2 separate regions of the Ovis aries genome follow, and region 1 is linked to region 2. The links are chromatin contacts, called in public Hi-C maps. All regions are on one chromosome and are shown on one strand. The core of a region is the stretch at or near the end of the contact, and the rest is flanking DNA. Distances in the headings are between cores, read along the strand shown.

The links. A called contact is a pair of places that touch in the nucleus more often than the background predicts.
Region 1: a Hi-C map of liver shows a contact between it and region 2, with 4 times the contacts expected there. The contact joins two enhancer-like sites. A contact is called at or near these places in 11 of 16 Hi-C or Micro-C datasets (blood, hypothalamus, liver and 6 more).

The regions. Positions count from the first base shown.
Region 1 is chr13:37,838,725-37,845,832 of ARS-UI_Ramb_v3.0, reverse strand. It overlaps MGME1 (mitochondrial genome maintenance exonuclease 1), which reads right to left. Exons shown (of 5, transcript XM_004014287.5): 4 at 5,305-5,437; 5 at 3,796-4,957. The coding sequence ends at 4,796. Among named protein-coding and RNA genes, the nearest start is that of SNX5, 11 kb to the right of the region's middle. Within about 2 kb of position 5,237, at least 8 of the 54 cell types and tissues checked have an H3K27ac peak or open chromatin away from gene starts, as enhancers often do. A contact at or near this core is called in liver, where this site is marked.
Region 2 is chr13:37,487,428-37,494,952 of ARS-UI_Ramb_v3.0, reverse strand. It overlaps BFSP1 (beaded filament structural protein 1), which reads left to right. Exons shown (of 8, transcript XM_027976717.3): 5 at 604-711. Among named protein-coding and RNA genes, the nearest start is that of BFSP1, 22 kb to the left of the region's middle. Within about 2 kb of position 5,147, at least 14 of the 54 cell types and tissues checked have an H3K27ac peak or open chromatin away from gene starts, as enhancers often do. A contact at or near this core is called in liver, where this site is marked.

The DNA of each region.
Region 1 (7,108 bases), core at 3,988-6,487, 350 kb before region 2:
GAAGTAGGAGGGGACATGCAGAGTGGCTGGGGGCCCTGTGCTGGATTTAGGGCCATCAACCTGGATGGTCTTGAGACTCGTGTTGAGACAGAGGTAGAAACCAACACAGAAAGCAGAACTGCCTGTTATGCATGGAGACCAGCACAGGTGTAAGTTTTAAGACTGCAAAAGGACATGCTAGAAAGAGAACACACCAAATTTATGATGGTGTTTATTTATGATGGAGGCTTCCCTGGTGGCTCAGACGGTTAAAGAATCTACCTGCAATGCCAGAGACCCGAGTTCTATCCCTGGGTCAGGAAGATCCCCTGGAGAAGGGAATGGCTACCCATTCCAATATTCTTCCTGGAGAGTCCCTTGGACAGAGGAGCCTGGCAGGCTACAGTCCACGGGGTTGCAAAGAGTCGGACACGACTAAAGTGACTTAACAGGCATACACACATCGCAAGGGAGAGGGAAACAGGATTAAGGAGAAGGGCTTTTATGTGTAATGCCTATTATTTTTTTCTCTGTCTCCCCATCTCCCTCCCTAAACCTCTTGAGCAAAAAGGAAAAATCTCAAATCCCACTCTAACTCCAAATAGTGTTTTATGATTGATCTTCACAAATGCATTTCTTAAACCTGACAGCTATGATTGTCAAGGCACCAGGGAAGCCTTTGCTCACATAAGGTGGTCTCCCTAGAAATTCTCTTTGGTGTAAATAGCTTTCAAGTTGAGCGGTTAGATGCCAGCCAGGACATCTTGTTAACCTGGAAGGAAAGGAAGGAGGTGGTGGGAACCCAGGAGAGTCACTTCTGTCTTTTACTTAGTAACTGATTGGTTTGATTTAAGACAGTGTTTCTCCTTAGGCACCAACTCCAAACGGCTAAGGTATTTCTTAAAACATAAAAGGTCCAACCTACCTTGCTTTGGTTTTTGTGTGTAGGAGGACGGTGGGGTAGGTTATAATCAAATGTATCATTGCTCAGGTGGAAAGATCAGTGATTAAAACAAATTATCCCCTCCAACTCCTTCTAAAGCCTGTAGGCAAATTAAGTAAGAATGACTTTATGTGCTCTCTTTATGCCCGACTCTTTGTGACCCCATGGAGTGTAGCCCGCCAGGCTCCTCTGTCCATGGGATTCTCCATGCAAATGGGTTACCTAGAAACACAATGACTTAGGACTAACCTGCTTCCTGTATTCACTAGGGTGAATGCTTAGAAAATCGTTATGTTGGATTTTGTTGACAAGCTTTCCTAGAACTGGAAGAGGTTTATAGAGGTTAATGGTCCCAGATTAATGGCTCTGAGCGAGAAGCCAAGTCTGAGGGGGGTAAAAAATTGAAATTTGGCTTTCAGTGCCACCATGGAGCTTTTGCTAGCTGCTAAATGCATTAATAATAATAAGGCATAGGAAGTTTCCCCAGTGGTACAGTGGTTAGGATTCTGCACTTTCAGTGCCAGGGCTTGGGTTCAATCCCTGGTCAGGGAACTAAGATTCCACAAGCCACAGGCCAAAAAAAAAAAAAAAAAAAGTGTAGGACTGCAGATGAAAAAGGGGAATAGTTTTTGAGCAGATAGCTTTGCATCTACTGGATGCTCTCAAAGCTCAGGGCAGTTTGGCTGTTCTGCACTTTTGTGAGAGCTATCTGCACCTCCTTTTCAAAATGTTTGAATTATCCTCAATTAGACTCTCTCCGTGCTGCAAGTCCTGTTTCACTTCACTGGAGGTTAATACGCCACGTCACACTTGGGAGCAGGAGGAATCCAGACACCGGTAACAGCCACGGCGACTCTTGAAAACTTAAGAGCACTCTTAGATGTGCTCTTCTGAGCCTCAGCAGTGAAACTGCATTTCGCTTGACCCCCCCCCCCCCACACCCCCAGGGCTGAGCATCCATCACTGGGGAGGCTGAGCGGTGGGGGCTGCAGGGAGGCTGTAATTGTCCTTGCCCCCAGCAGGGCTTCCTGGGCAGATTGAGGGTCCTTCATGGCACAATTGGTGCCACCTTAGCTTGGGAGCAAATTGCCAACATCCGCCAGATCATAGAAAAAGCAAGAGACCGCCAGAAAAACATCTACTTCTGCTTCATTGACTATGCTAAAGCCTTTGACTGTATGGATCTCAACAAGCTGTGGAAAATTCTTCAAGAGATGGGGCTACCAGACTACCTTACCTGCCTCCTGAGAAATCTGTATGCAGGTCAAGAAGCAATAGGTAGAACCGGACATGGAACAACGAACTGGTTCCAAATTGAGAAAGGAATACGTCAAGGCTGTATGTTGTCACCCTGCTTATTTAACTTATATGCGGAGTATATCATGCGAAACGCTGGACTGGATGAAGCACAAACTGGAATCAAGATTGCAGGGGGAATATCAGTAATCTCAGATATGCAGATGATACCACTCTTATGGCAGAAAGCAAGAGGAACTAAAGAGCCTCCTGATGAAAGTGAAAGAGTGAAAAAGCTGGCTTAAAACTCAACATTCAAAACACTAAGACCATGGCATCTGGTCCCATCACTTCATGGCAAACAGATGGGGAAACAATGGAAACAGTGACAGACTTTTATTTTCTTGGGCTCCAAAATCACTGAAACAGTGACTGCAGTAATGAAATTAAGACACTTGCTCCCTGGAAGAAAAGCTATGGTCAACCTAGACGGCGTATTAAAAAGCAGAGACATTACTTTACCAACAAAGTTCCATATAGTCAAATCTATGGTTTTTCCAGTAGTCATGTATGGATGTGAGAGTTGGACCATAAAGAAAGCTGAGCGCTGAAGAACAGATGCTTTTGAACTGTGGTGTTGGAGAAGACTCTTGCGAGTCCCTTGGACTGCAAGGAGATCAAAACAGTCCATCCTAAAGGAGATCAGTCCTGGGTGTTCATTGGAAGGACTGATGCTGAAACTGAAACGCCAATACTTTGGCCACCTGAGGTAAAGAGCTGATTTAGTGGAAAAGACCCTGATGCTGGGAAAGACTGAAGGCAGGAGAAGGGGACAAGAGAGGATGAGATGGTTGAATGGCATCACCGACCCAATGGACATGAGCTTGAGTAAATTCCCAGAGTTGGTGATGGACAGGGAGGCCTGGCATGCTACAGTCCATGGGGTCACAAAGACTCAGACATGGCTGAATGATTGAACTGAACTAGCTTGGGACTGAACTGAACTAGCGCAGGGTGCAGAACGACAGGTCCAGGGTGTGACTATCTTCACCAGAGAGAACTTGCTGGATCTGGGCTTCTGAACTCCAGGGTGGTGCTTGGTGGGGCTGGGGCCACACCAGCTGGGACACTCGGAATAGTCTCACGTGATTCCTGACTTTGGAAATTACAGGAATATAGGCTGCTTGAGAGGCTTCCTTTGTGGCTCAGCTGGTAAAGAATCTGTCTGCAATGTGGGAGACCTGGGTTTGATCCCTGCATGGGGAAGATCCCCTGGTGAAGGGAAAGGCTACCCACTCCAGTATTCTGGCCTGGAGAATTCCATGGATTCTACAGTCCATGGGGTTGCAGAGCTGGACACGACTGAGCAATTTTCACTCATTCACTCACTAGGCCGCTTGAAAAGCATGAGAGGTGTGGAGGGTCATCACAAAGTCTCCCTCAATCCTCCGCCCCACTCAAAGCTCACGTTCCCTGTGAGGTGACCGTGTGTGCATATACATATAACACATCCCAAAGCTACTGGGTCAAGATTAAGATGGGTTAAGATTCTGAATTTACAAACAAAATCTAAACAATTCCAGGTTTGTGAAATCACCCTGTAAATGCACATATTTAAATAAAAAGCAAAACCAAAAGCCTTTACTTCATCTTTTATTTCTTATAATTAATGGCTAATGAAAGCAAAAAGTGATTGTAGCACCTACTATTTTAAGATAGCAACTGTAACTTAAGTGCTAACCTTCTCCATGACACAGGGAGCCATCCCTCAGGGTGGTAGTGGGCGTTTATTTAGGTTTCCCAAACCCAGTGACTACTAATCAATTTTATCACTGATCACGGAAAAAAAGAAACCAAAACATGTCATTATTATTCCCCGTAGCTGGAAAATTTCATAAACAATTTTCTCCATGTACACGGTTCCATGACTGAAACCAGAAGATAGCTACCAAAATACCCAGAAGTATGATTCTCAGAGAAGGCCCAGCTACTTCTGAGAATTACCTGGAAGAAGGCCAAGGGGCAATGCAACGATAGGGGGAGTGTGCACCATCTTTCGGGAGAGCAATGTTTACTGGAGGCTAAGAGATCACATGTTTATTCTTTAAAAATGGTAAATGGATGCTTTCTTCCTCATATGAAATACAGGGAACCCCAAAACCTAAGGCATGATTTAGGAACCTCCACTGGCAGAAGCAGTTAGCTGATAGGAATTCTCACTGCACACACACCCTGGGGGTGTGTGGCCCCATCCCCACTGTGTGCCTCAGGAAAGCACTTGGCACACCAAACCTCACCACCCTGAATGTCTCAGTGCGAAGACTGAATGTCCTGCCCTGGACACAGAAGGTCTGAGAGTCACCAACACTGTGCCAGTCCAGTGCTGTCTGCCCCTTATCCAGGAAAATGCCAGCCAGAGGTAGCAGAGCTGGTCTTTTATGGGCACGAGTCCAATTCTTTGAATTTAACTTTTCTGGCTTCATCTTTTTAGTTGCAATAATTCCAACAAGTTACTGGTTGCGCCTGTGTTGATGTAGCTCTCAGACCCTATGGCACCTGATCTCAGATCACAGCAAACAGCGACACAACTTCCCAACTGTGATCAAGCACTTCCTGTTCCCATGAGGCTTCCTGCCCCTAATCTAGTTTCTGGATATTCTGGCTCTTTTCCTTCTTTGTATATTCTTCCAGTCGAAGAAGCCACTTTGCCCAGTACTGGGAGCAGAGCTCAGCGTCCATGAAATGTGGGTGGGCAGGGGACCCGTTTTTGTAGGCCACCACGATCAAGCCGCACTGAACCTAGGAAAGAGCAGGGCGATTTCAGAGTTTGCAGCGGCAGCAGGACAGAAGCTCGCGCCCTTTTCACTCCAGGGCAAGCCCAGAGCAAAACAATCAGCACTGAGAGCTCCCACCTCAGTTTCTAAGTCGGGCTGATGATACACAAGAACAGAAAGATGAACATAAAGAACCCGCTGTGATCATTAAAGAACTATTAACAACAAAAAGCCCAGGAAGTGGGGAAAGTGCTCTGTGAAGTGCAGAAGGACAGAACAGAGGAAGCAGTCGGACGCACACAGGACAGAACTTGAAGGCGCTATGGCCTGGCATGGGCAAAGCCTGAAGCAAGCCGGGCTCTGCGTCCTGACCTGAAAGCTGTAGTTGGTGTCGTGGTTCAGAGCACCGACATATGCCACAACTTGCAGTGGGTTGTCAAATGTGTTTCGGATGAAAGGCTTTGGCTTCTCTGATGTCTTCCAATCAATCACACAAAGCTTGCCCCTAGAGAGAAACCAAAGGAAGCCCTTGAAGGTGACAGCTCAAACTGAGACTCTGTTAGGTTAACCCTTTTCTTACTATAGTTTGCTGCTTGTCACCCAATGACTATGGCTTCCATTGCCCCCAGTTCCAAGCAGACAGCCCTCCTGAGCTTTCCTTGGAACTGAAGAGGTGTTGAGCCCCTCATTCAGGTCAGTGATGAGGTGTGAAGGGGTTGACCACAGGGCTGCAGCGAGGGCCCAGTCTCCCCAGAGCAAGCCTCTAAACTTTCTAGGCTTCTCTTTGGACCTCCACAGTTTAATAGTTGACAAGGGAACTGAAACTACATCTGCTTTGCTTCTAACGTCTATCAGAATGAACCACAACAGACCAGCAGCAAAGTCCCCATTGTAAGGGACCAAGCATCATGGCGCCTCAGAAACCAAAGCTGGAGTTCAAGTCCATCAACACTTAAAAGTAGCAGCAATATGTATAAATTCAAATGAGAAGACCTGGTTCCTGTCCTAGAAGTTTACACACAGGGAAGGGATATATTATTTTCTATTAGGGATCTTGGGAAAAGAAAAAAAGTCCTGCCACTTCTTTTTTTTTTAGTAAAATAACCAGTACCTTCCTCCCTCTCCCCCATCCTGGTGGGGTTTTACACTTGCCAACCCCATGTTAAAAGGACTGCAGGGCAGATGGGTTGAGAACCAGTGACCCTCAAGCGCGCTTACTGCTCTGCCTTGACTTCAGGTTCAAAACCAGCTGTTCAGAGGGAGATCTCCTTGTTAACATAGCCCTGGAGTTAGAACCTATGCAAGGTATTTAGTGAACTCCGAGAGTTGGTGATGGACAGGGAGGCCTGGCGTGCTGCAATTCATGGGGTCACAAAGTTGGACACGACTGAGTGACTGAACTGAACTGAAGGTATTTATAAAACCAGGCTAGAGGAGCGCTGACTAAATGAAAGAAAATGTGAGCTATACACACCATTTAAAATTTTCCAGTAGCTACATCCAAAAAGAAACAGGTAAAATCTTAACATTTTATTTAACCCAATATATCCAAAATATGATCATTTAAGTATATAATTAACATTAAAAAGTTGTTAGTGAGATATTTTACATTCTTTTTTGTGCGAACTCACTGAAATCTAGTTTGTGTATTTACAGCACACGTCCGTTTGGACCAGCCCTAGTCAAGCGCTTAGCGACCTATGGGGCCCACCGCTACCCTACCGGATGGTACAGATGTGGAGGTAATAACATCATCTTTGTAACTGTTTTCCATCCTGTAAAGCTTGACAATCTCTGCAAACGAAGAGAGGTCCCATCATCCCCAGGGGACTACCATTCCCAGTTCTCTCCCTTGATAAAATCAAAATATCCTACAGTATCAACTTCTGCCATGTACCAGAAATGTGCTATAACTTATAGAACTTAATATTATGTAAAAAAAATCTTAATAGTATAAACCCAAATTAAAATTGCAGTAAGACAGTCCACAAATAGCTCTTTAACAAATGAAAAGGTGCTTAGCCTAGTTAATTTTGAAAAACAGACTGGAATGATGAGACATAGTGTTAAAACACCCGTTCCCTGTGACCCCGCAATTTCCCTTTCAGGTCTGTACCATAGAGCAATGGTTTGCTATGCCGGGTGCAAGTGACAAGTGCCTGGAGAATTTAAGAAT
Region 2 (7,525 bases), core at 3,898-6,397:
AGCTTTTCCTAAAACATAATTTTCTTGGTCAGAGATTTCTTTCCAGATACTTTATTGTATTTTACAAACACTTTCCCCTTTAATTCAAAGGTGTTTTATATCAGAGCACACTTATAAAATCATAATAGTCTGTTTCCTTGTAGCCCCGTTTGTCCGAGTTGTAGGAATGTAGAACCATCTAGACCTAGTTTGATGGTGTCAGTGATTGTCAGAGACCCTTAGCATCACCCGGGAACTTGAGAAAAATGCAGAATCTCCAGCCAGACCCCCTAGCAGACCCACTGAGTCACAATCCCCATTTTAGCAAGATGCTCAGGGATTCATGCGCACTTTACAAAGCACATTTAGGCCCTGGTGCTTCCTTCTTTGCTTGTAAGGGCACTAATCCCACCATGGGGGCCCCACTCTAGTGACCTCATCTCCACCTCCCGTCCTGCCAAATTCCCAGCCCAGATGCCTTCCCATAGCGAGAGGGGGTCAGGGCCTCAGCCTGTGAATCTGGGGGCGGGATGTGAATGTGCAGAACACAGGAGGCCTCTGCGCTCCTCTATGTGTTTCCTCCCATGACAAGTGTGTGATGCTGAGTCTGGCTTCTTTGTGCAGGAGAAGCTCCTGACGGAACGGGAAGCTGCCGCCCTGCAGTGCCAGCTGGAGGATGGCCGGGAGATGGTCTGCCTCCTGCAGGCCCAGAGAACCGAGCTGCAGGCCCAGGTGCGCCCCACCCTCTGTCTGCAGGTTCACTCTGGTGTCATGTGCCTGCAGAGACATGCGCGCATTTGTCTCTCTGTGTTGTTTTGTTATTTGTTTAGTCCCTCTGTTGTGTCCAACTCTTTGTGACCCCATGGGCTATATAGCCCGCCAGGCTCCTCTGTCCATGGGATTCTCCAGGCAAGAATACTGGAGTGGGTTGCCAGGCCCTCCTCCAGGGGATTGTCCCGACCCAGGGATCGAACCCAAATTTCCTACATCTCCTGCATTGCACGTGGATTCTTTACCACTGAGCCACCAGGGAAGCCCTGTCTCACTGTAAATTCTTACAAACTTGGCACACTTGTGTGCCCAGCCCTCAAGTGACAGACAGCATCCCTGGAGGGTGTGACCAGCTGTCCACATAAACGGAGGGCTGCCCAGGACACTGCCCTTCCTGCTCAGACTGGAAAGGCCCTGGGCCAGAGGGGACAGAGAAAGTGAAGTCACTTAGTTGTGCATGACTCTTTGTGACCCCACGGACTGTAGCCGACGAGGTTCCTCCATCCATGGAATTTTCCAGGCAAGAGTACTGGAGTGGGTTGCCATTTCCTTCTCCAGGGGATCTTCCCGACCCAGGGATCAAACCCAGGTCTCCGCATTGCAAGCAGACGCTTTTACTGTCTGAGCCACCAGGGAAGCAGAGACAATAGATCCCACTAATTTCTGGCTCCCAAGAGGTTCCCTCTGGCCCCCTCCCCCACCAAGGGTAAGCTCCTACCTGTGCATAACCAACCCATTTTGCCCAGTTTAAAATTGTTGTTAAAAATAAGAAATGGTCACAGATTGGGGTTTTTAATCCTCCACTCACTTGAATCTGTGTTTCTTGCTTCTGACCTGAACTCTCTCCTCTGGAATCTGACTGCAGCCCTGGAGAGAGGGGCTGTTTTCTGCATTTGCTCCTGCTCAGAATTTGTTACTGGAAACTTTGCATTTTCACCCCACCCCTTTTCTTTTCTTGGTGAAGCTTAATTTGCAAACTGAACTCACCAGAAAAGCTCAGTCCTATTTGTACAGGCTTCTTTTGTGGTTCACAAGCTTTGCGGGGCACCTCTGTGATTCCTCCAGTTTCTTTCTCTGGTTCCATGTATCTGGCTGTTCTGATGGGGATGTTGGGTTAGAACACGCTCCTTCCTGTTTGACCACATTTCCCAAATCCAAAAGTAAATTGATGTTCGGTTTGAGAAGTACATGTAAAGGACAAGAGAACAAGAATTTTAAAAATCTTCGCCTTTATGTATACCATTAAATGTTATATGTTACTCTGTCTCTACTCCACCTGAAAGATGATGCTGTGAAAGTGCTGCACTCAATATGCCAGCACATTTGGAAAACTCAGCAGTGGCCACAGGACTGGAAAAGGTCAGTTTTCATTCCAATTCCAAAGAAAGGCAATGCCAAAGAATGCTCAAACTACTGCACAATTGGACTCATCTCACACGCTAGTAAAGTAATGTTCAAAATTTTCCAAGCCAGGCTTCAGCAATACGTGAACCGTGAACTTCCAGATGTTCAAGCTGGTTTTAGAAAAGGCAGAGGAACCAGATATCAAATTGCCAACATTCGCTGGATTGTCGAAAAAGCAAGAGAGTTCCAGAAAAACATCTATTTCTGCTTTATTGACTATGCCAAAGCCTTTGACCAGGTGGATCACAATAAACTGTGGAAAACTTTGAAAGAGATGGGAATACCAGACCACCTGACCTGCCTCTTGAGAAATCTGTATGCAGGTCAGGAAGCAACAGTTAGAATTGTAAATGGAACAACAGACTGGTTCCAAATAGGAAAAGGAGTACATCAAGGCTGATATTGTCACCCTGCTTATTTAACTTCTATGCAGAGTACATCATGAGAAATGCTGGGCTGGAGGAAGCGCAAGTTGAAATCAAGATTGCTGGGAGAAATATCAATAACCTCAGATATGCAGATGACACCACCGTTATGGCAGAAAGTGAAGAGGAACTAAAAGCCTCTTGATGAAAGTGAAAGTGGAGAGTGAAAAAGTTGGCTTAAAGCTCAACATTCAGAAAACGAAGATCATGGCATCTGGTCCCATCACTTCATGGGAAATAGATGGGGAAACAGTGGAAACAGTGTCAGACTTTATTTTTGGAGGCTCCAAAATCACTGCAGATGGTGATTGCAGCCATGAAATTAAAAGATGCTTACTCCTTGGAAGGAAAGTTATGACCAACCTAGATAGCATATTCAAAAGCAGAGACATTACTTTGCCAACAAAGGTCCATCTAGTCAAGGCTATGGTTTTTCCTGTGGTCACGTATGGATGTGAGAGTTGGACTGTGAAGAAAGCTGAGCTCTGAAGAATTGATGCTTTTGAACTGTGGTGTTGGAGAAGACTCTTGAGAGTCCCTTGGACTGCAAGGAGATCCAACCAGTCCATTCTAAAGGAGATCAGTCCTGGGTGTTCATTGGAAGGACTGTTGCTGAGGCTGAAACTCCAATACTTTGGCCACCTCATGCGAAGAGTTGACTCATTGGAAAAGACTTTGATGCTGGGAGGGATTTGGGGCAGGAGGAGAAGGGACGACAGAGGATGAGATGGCTGGATGGCATCACTGACTCGATGGACATGAGTTTGAGTGAACTCTGGGAGTTGGTGATGGATAGGGAGGCCTGGCGTGCTGTGATTCATGGGGTTGCAAAGAGTCGGACACGACTGAGCGGCTGAACTGAACTGAACTGAACTGAATTCCCCCAATGCCGACAGAAGAATCACATGTTGGAGCCCTGTGGGATGTGGTGCTTTTCGTGGGTTCTCAGTGTTACTAAATGTCAGGACCTGAGTCCAGAATCTCTATCCCATCCCCACACACCACACACCCCTCACTCTGCAGTGACTCAGGGGCTTTGGAAAGCATATGGGGGCCTGCAGATGGTCCCCAGGGCAGAGACCCCAGCTGAAGAGACCCCTTAAAACTCGTCCTGCTCTGGTGACAAACTGTGGCTTGAGGACCAGACACGTTGATTTGGTGACTTGATGAGTATGTGGTTTTCTCTGAGGCTCTGAGAGGATGGAGGGAGGGTTTGAGTGTGTGTGTGTGTGTATGTGTGCACATGTGTGTATAATATATGTGAATATTTTTGTGTGTACGTGTGTACGCATATATGTGTGTATAAGTTGTATGTCTGTGTATGTGTGTGTGTGTATGTACGTATGTGTGTGTGTACATTTGTGTGTGTGACTAAGCATTTGGAGAAGTGCACACAAGCCCAGTCATGTTGGCGGAATTCTGTGTGCCTGTAGGAACAAGGATCCTGTTTCTTTACTACCAGTAGTCATTCCAGATGCTGCCCACTCTCCATCTTCAGGGACATTGACTCTTTCTCATGCATCTGCTCTCTTTGATTTCTGCTCTTGAGGGCTCATGTGATCAGGAATAATCTAGAATAATCTCCCTATTTTTTAAGCTCAACTGCTTAAGAACCTTGCTTACATCTGCAAAGTCCCTTTGCCAACTAACACCACAGAGTCTTGGGCAGAAGCTAAGGGGTAAAGGTCACCGGGGCCAAAAGTCTGCCTGATAAGCTCAAATTAAAACACACACATGTCTGGACCCACCCCAGAGTTTCTGACTCAGTAGGTCCGGGTTGTGGCCCAAGAACCTGCCTTTCTGAAGTTCAGGTGCTGCTTGCTAGCCCGGGAACCGCACTTGGAGGTCACTAATTTGGGCGGGGGAGGGGGGCGGTGAGAGTCCCATGCTGGGCCAGGATGTTCTACATCTGGGCCACTCATGTTCCCGGCCTGGGCCCTCCACAGCCTGATTCATGAGATGTTCACAGCTGGCTTTTTGCTAATTTTGAAATGTTGCCATGACTTTCGGATGGAGTAGCTAAGCTGTATGTTCCCAGGGAGACCAGTCAGCATAGCCCCTCAATGGGGCCAGGGCTGGGACTGGGGATGTGGTGGGGACGGTGTGGGGCAGCGCTCCTTGCAGCCTGAGGGCTTTGGCCAGCAGGGCTGTGGCAGCTGGCTCTTCCTATGGTTAGGGCATTCACAGGCTTGCCCCAGACCTGTGGAATTAGGGACTCTGGCGAGGGGCCAGCATCTCCTTCAACAAGCCCCCCAGGTGGCTCTGCCAGCTTTGAGAACACTGGTCTGCAGGTTGACCGCAACAGCACCCACGATTGGAGCTGGGGGCCCCTGCTTTTGAACGTGGACCACGCATGAGACCCCTGCACGTGGGCCATGCATGAGATGGTACTTATTCCAGGTGCCCGAGAAAGGACAGGCTCTCTAAATTCTCTAAGTTGTGTCAGATGAGTTTTTGTGACAGGAAGTGAAAACATGCAGATTTTTGCGAGTGTGTTGCCCAGACGTCATTTTTTGTGAAAGCCCCTTAGCACCATCTGGTGGCAGGTTTTGGTAAGATGGCATGTAATCTGGGAAGGACATGGTTTCTCTTTCCTTTTTGAAATGACCTTGGACCCAAAGGAGTCCAGGGGCCTGAGAGGACTGAGGCAAGAGGTAACCCCTCCAGACGGGGCTCACGTGAGGCGTAGCTCAGGATCCCTGAGGACCGTGTGTGCTAAGGCAGGCCCCACAACTGTGCTAGAACACTTGTCTTTCACTCAGATGTTTCTGGCGAGCCCCATGTGAGGTCCAGGAACACCAAGCAGAGCTTGGCTGGGCTCCTGCCTACAGTCAAGTGGGGAGATGAATATCAGCTGGTCGATCCAAATGGTCCAGGCAGAAATGCCCAGTTACCTGGCTCACAGTGAAGTTCAGGCTACCTCGAGGCCCATACCTGCCACCTGCCTCTGCCCCCTGTATCAGCTTGACTGCTGTTCTTGTAGTGACCCGGGGCTGTCAGTGGGCAACCCTCTGCTCCTCTCCTCTCCTGACCACCCCTGCAGACCTGGCGCCCGCCTCTCTGCTTCTCACGCCTCTCTCTGCAAGGCCCTTTGCTTCTGCAGCGCCCAGGACTGGCCTTACCTCCTCCTGGAAGCCTTCTGTGATGCCCCGCCCCCTGCACCTCCCCAGCACCTTGGACCTCTTCGTGGGTTCTGTGACACCCTGTGCTTGACCCTGTGGCCAACCTGGACTGTGGCTCCAGGAAGGAGGGTCTCTTTCTCTTACTGTCAGCCTGGTGCTAGATGGTGTCTGAAGCCCACATGGAAGTCAGTCCCCTCAGAGACATCTCGTTAGCCCCCTTTGAACTACCAAAAGGGGGGCTTTTATTATTTCTTTCTGAGCACCCCTCCTTCTGATGGAGGAGGTTTCAGTTATTGAGCTTTAACATGTGGGTGCTGCGGGCACAGCTCTTTCTTATTCACAAGGTAGAAGGGTGAGCTTTGATGAAAGTGTGTCCAGCTCTCATGTTCTCCTACCGCCCAGCCGACTCTGGGGTTGATGGACCCCAGCCACACTGGTCTGTGACCTGCAGGCTTTGTTCTCAGGACCGCTCCATGGAAATGGAGAGTCTTATGTGGGGATTCACCCACTCTGGATGGATTCTTGCCTCTGAGATTCAGGTCTAGAGGGGTCCTTTGAATCCCTTCATGGAAGCCATTTCTGGAGTGTGTGGATGCCGGTATGGTAAAGAGGGTGTGGCCACACCAGGAGTCAGAGGCTGTGCCTTGGCGTTTGATGTCCTAGGAGACTGTTTGAATGGAGACAGTTTTATTAAAATTTATTTATTTTTAATTGAAAGATAATTTATAGTATTGTGTTGGTTTCTGCCAAATATCGACGTGAATCAGCCATAGGTACACATATGTCCCCTCCCTCTTGAATCTCCTGGCCCCCTCCTACCCCATCCCATCCCTCTAGGTTGTCACAGCGTGCTGGTTTGAGCTCTGAAGTGAAGTCGCTTAGTCGTGTCTGACTCTTTGGGACCCCATGGACTGTAGCCTACCAGGCTCCTCCATCCATGGGATTTTCCAGGCAAGAGTACTGGAGTGGATTGCTATTTTGAGTCATACAGCAAATTCCCACTGGTGATCTACTTTACATATTATGGTAATATATATGTTTCCATGCTACTCTCTCCCTCTTCCCTGCCCCTTGACCACAAGTCTGTTCTCTACGTTTGCATCTCCATTGCTGCCCTGCAAAGAGGTTCATCAGTACCATCTTTCTAGATTCCATATATATGCATTAGTATATGATGTTTGTTTTTCTCTTTCTGACTTACTTCACTCTGTATAATAGGCTCTAGGTTCGCCCACCTCATTAGAATGGACTCAAATGCGTTCCTTTTTATGGCTGAGTAATATTCCATTGTGTATATGTACCACAGTTTCTTTATCCATTCATCTGTTGATGGACATCTAGATTGTTTCCTGAATGGAGGCAGTTTTAAATGAGGAACAGAAACCTGGCCAAACTCTCTTTGTTTATTTTGAAATAATTTTAGACTTCTCTGATGCTGTAAAAATAGCTCAGAGTTTTCCCATACTCTTCATTCAGTTCCCCCAAAGTCAACATCCAAATAGCAAAGCACCAAGGTTGAAACCAGGACATTGGTGAGCAGACCAGACTGGGAAGAGACTTGCCTGAAATCTTACCTGTTACCCTGTTCACAGGTTGCCTGATCCTGGGTCCTGCCTGCATTCAGGTGTCCTGTCTCCTCAGCCTCCTCCAGTCTGGGACAGTTCCTGCCCATCTCTGCTTCTCATGACCTTATCTGTACAGAGTGAAGGGTCCGCTCTCAGGAATAATCACCCTCTATGTTGTCCAGTGTGTTCATTAAGCTGCATGTATCAGGCATCCTGTGATGCACATACGTGAGGATAGATTCAGATTCTTGCTTAGTTC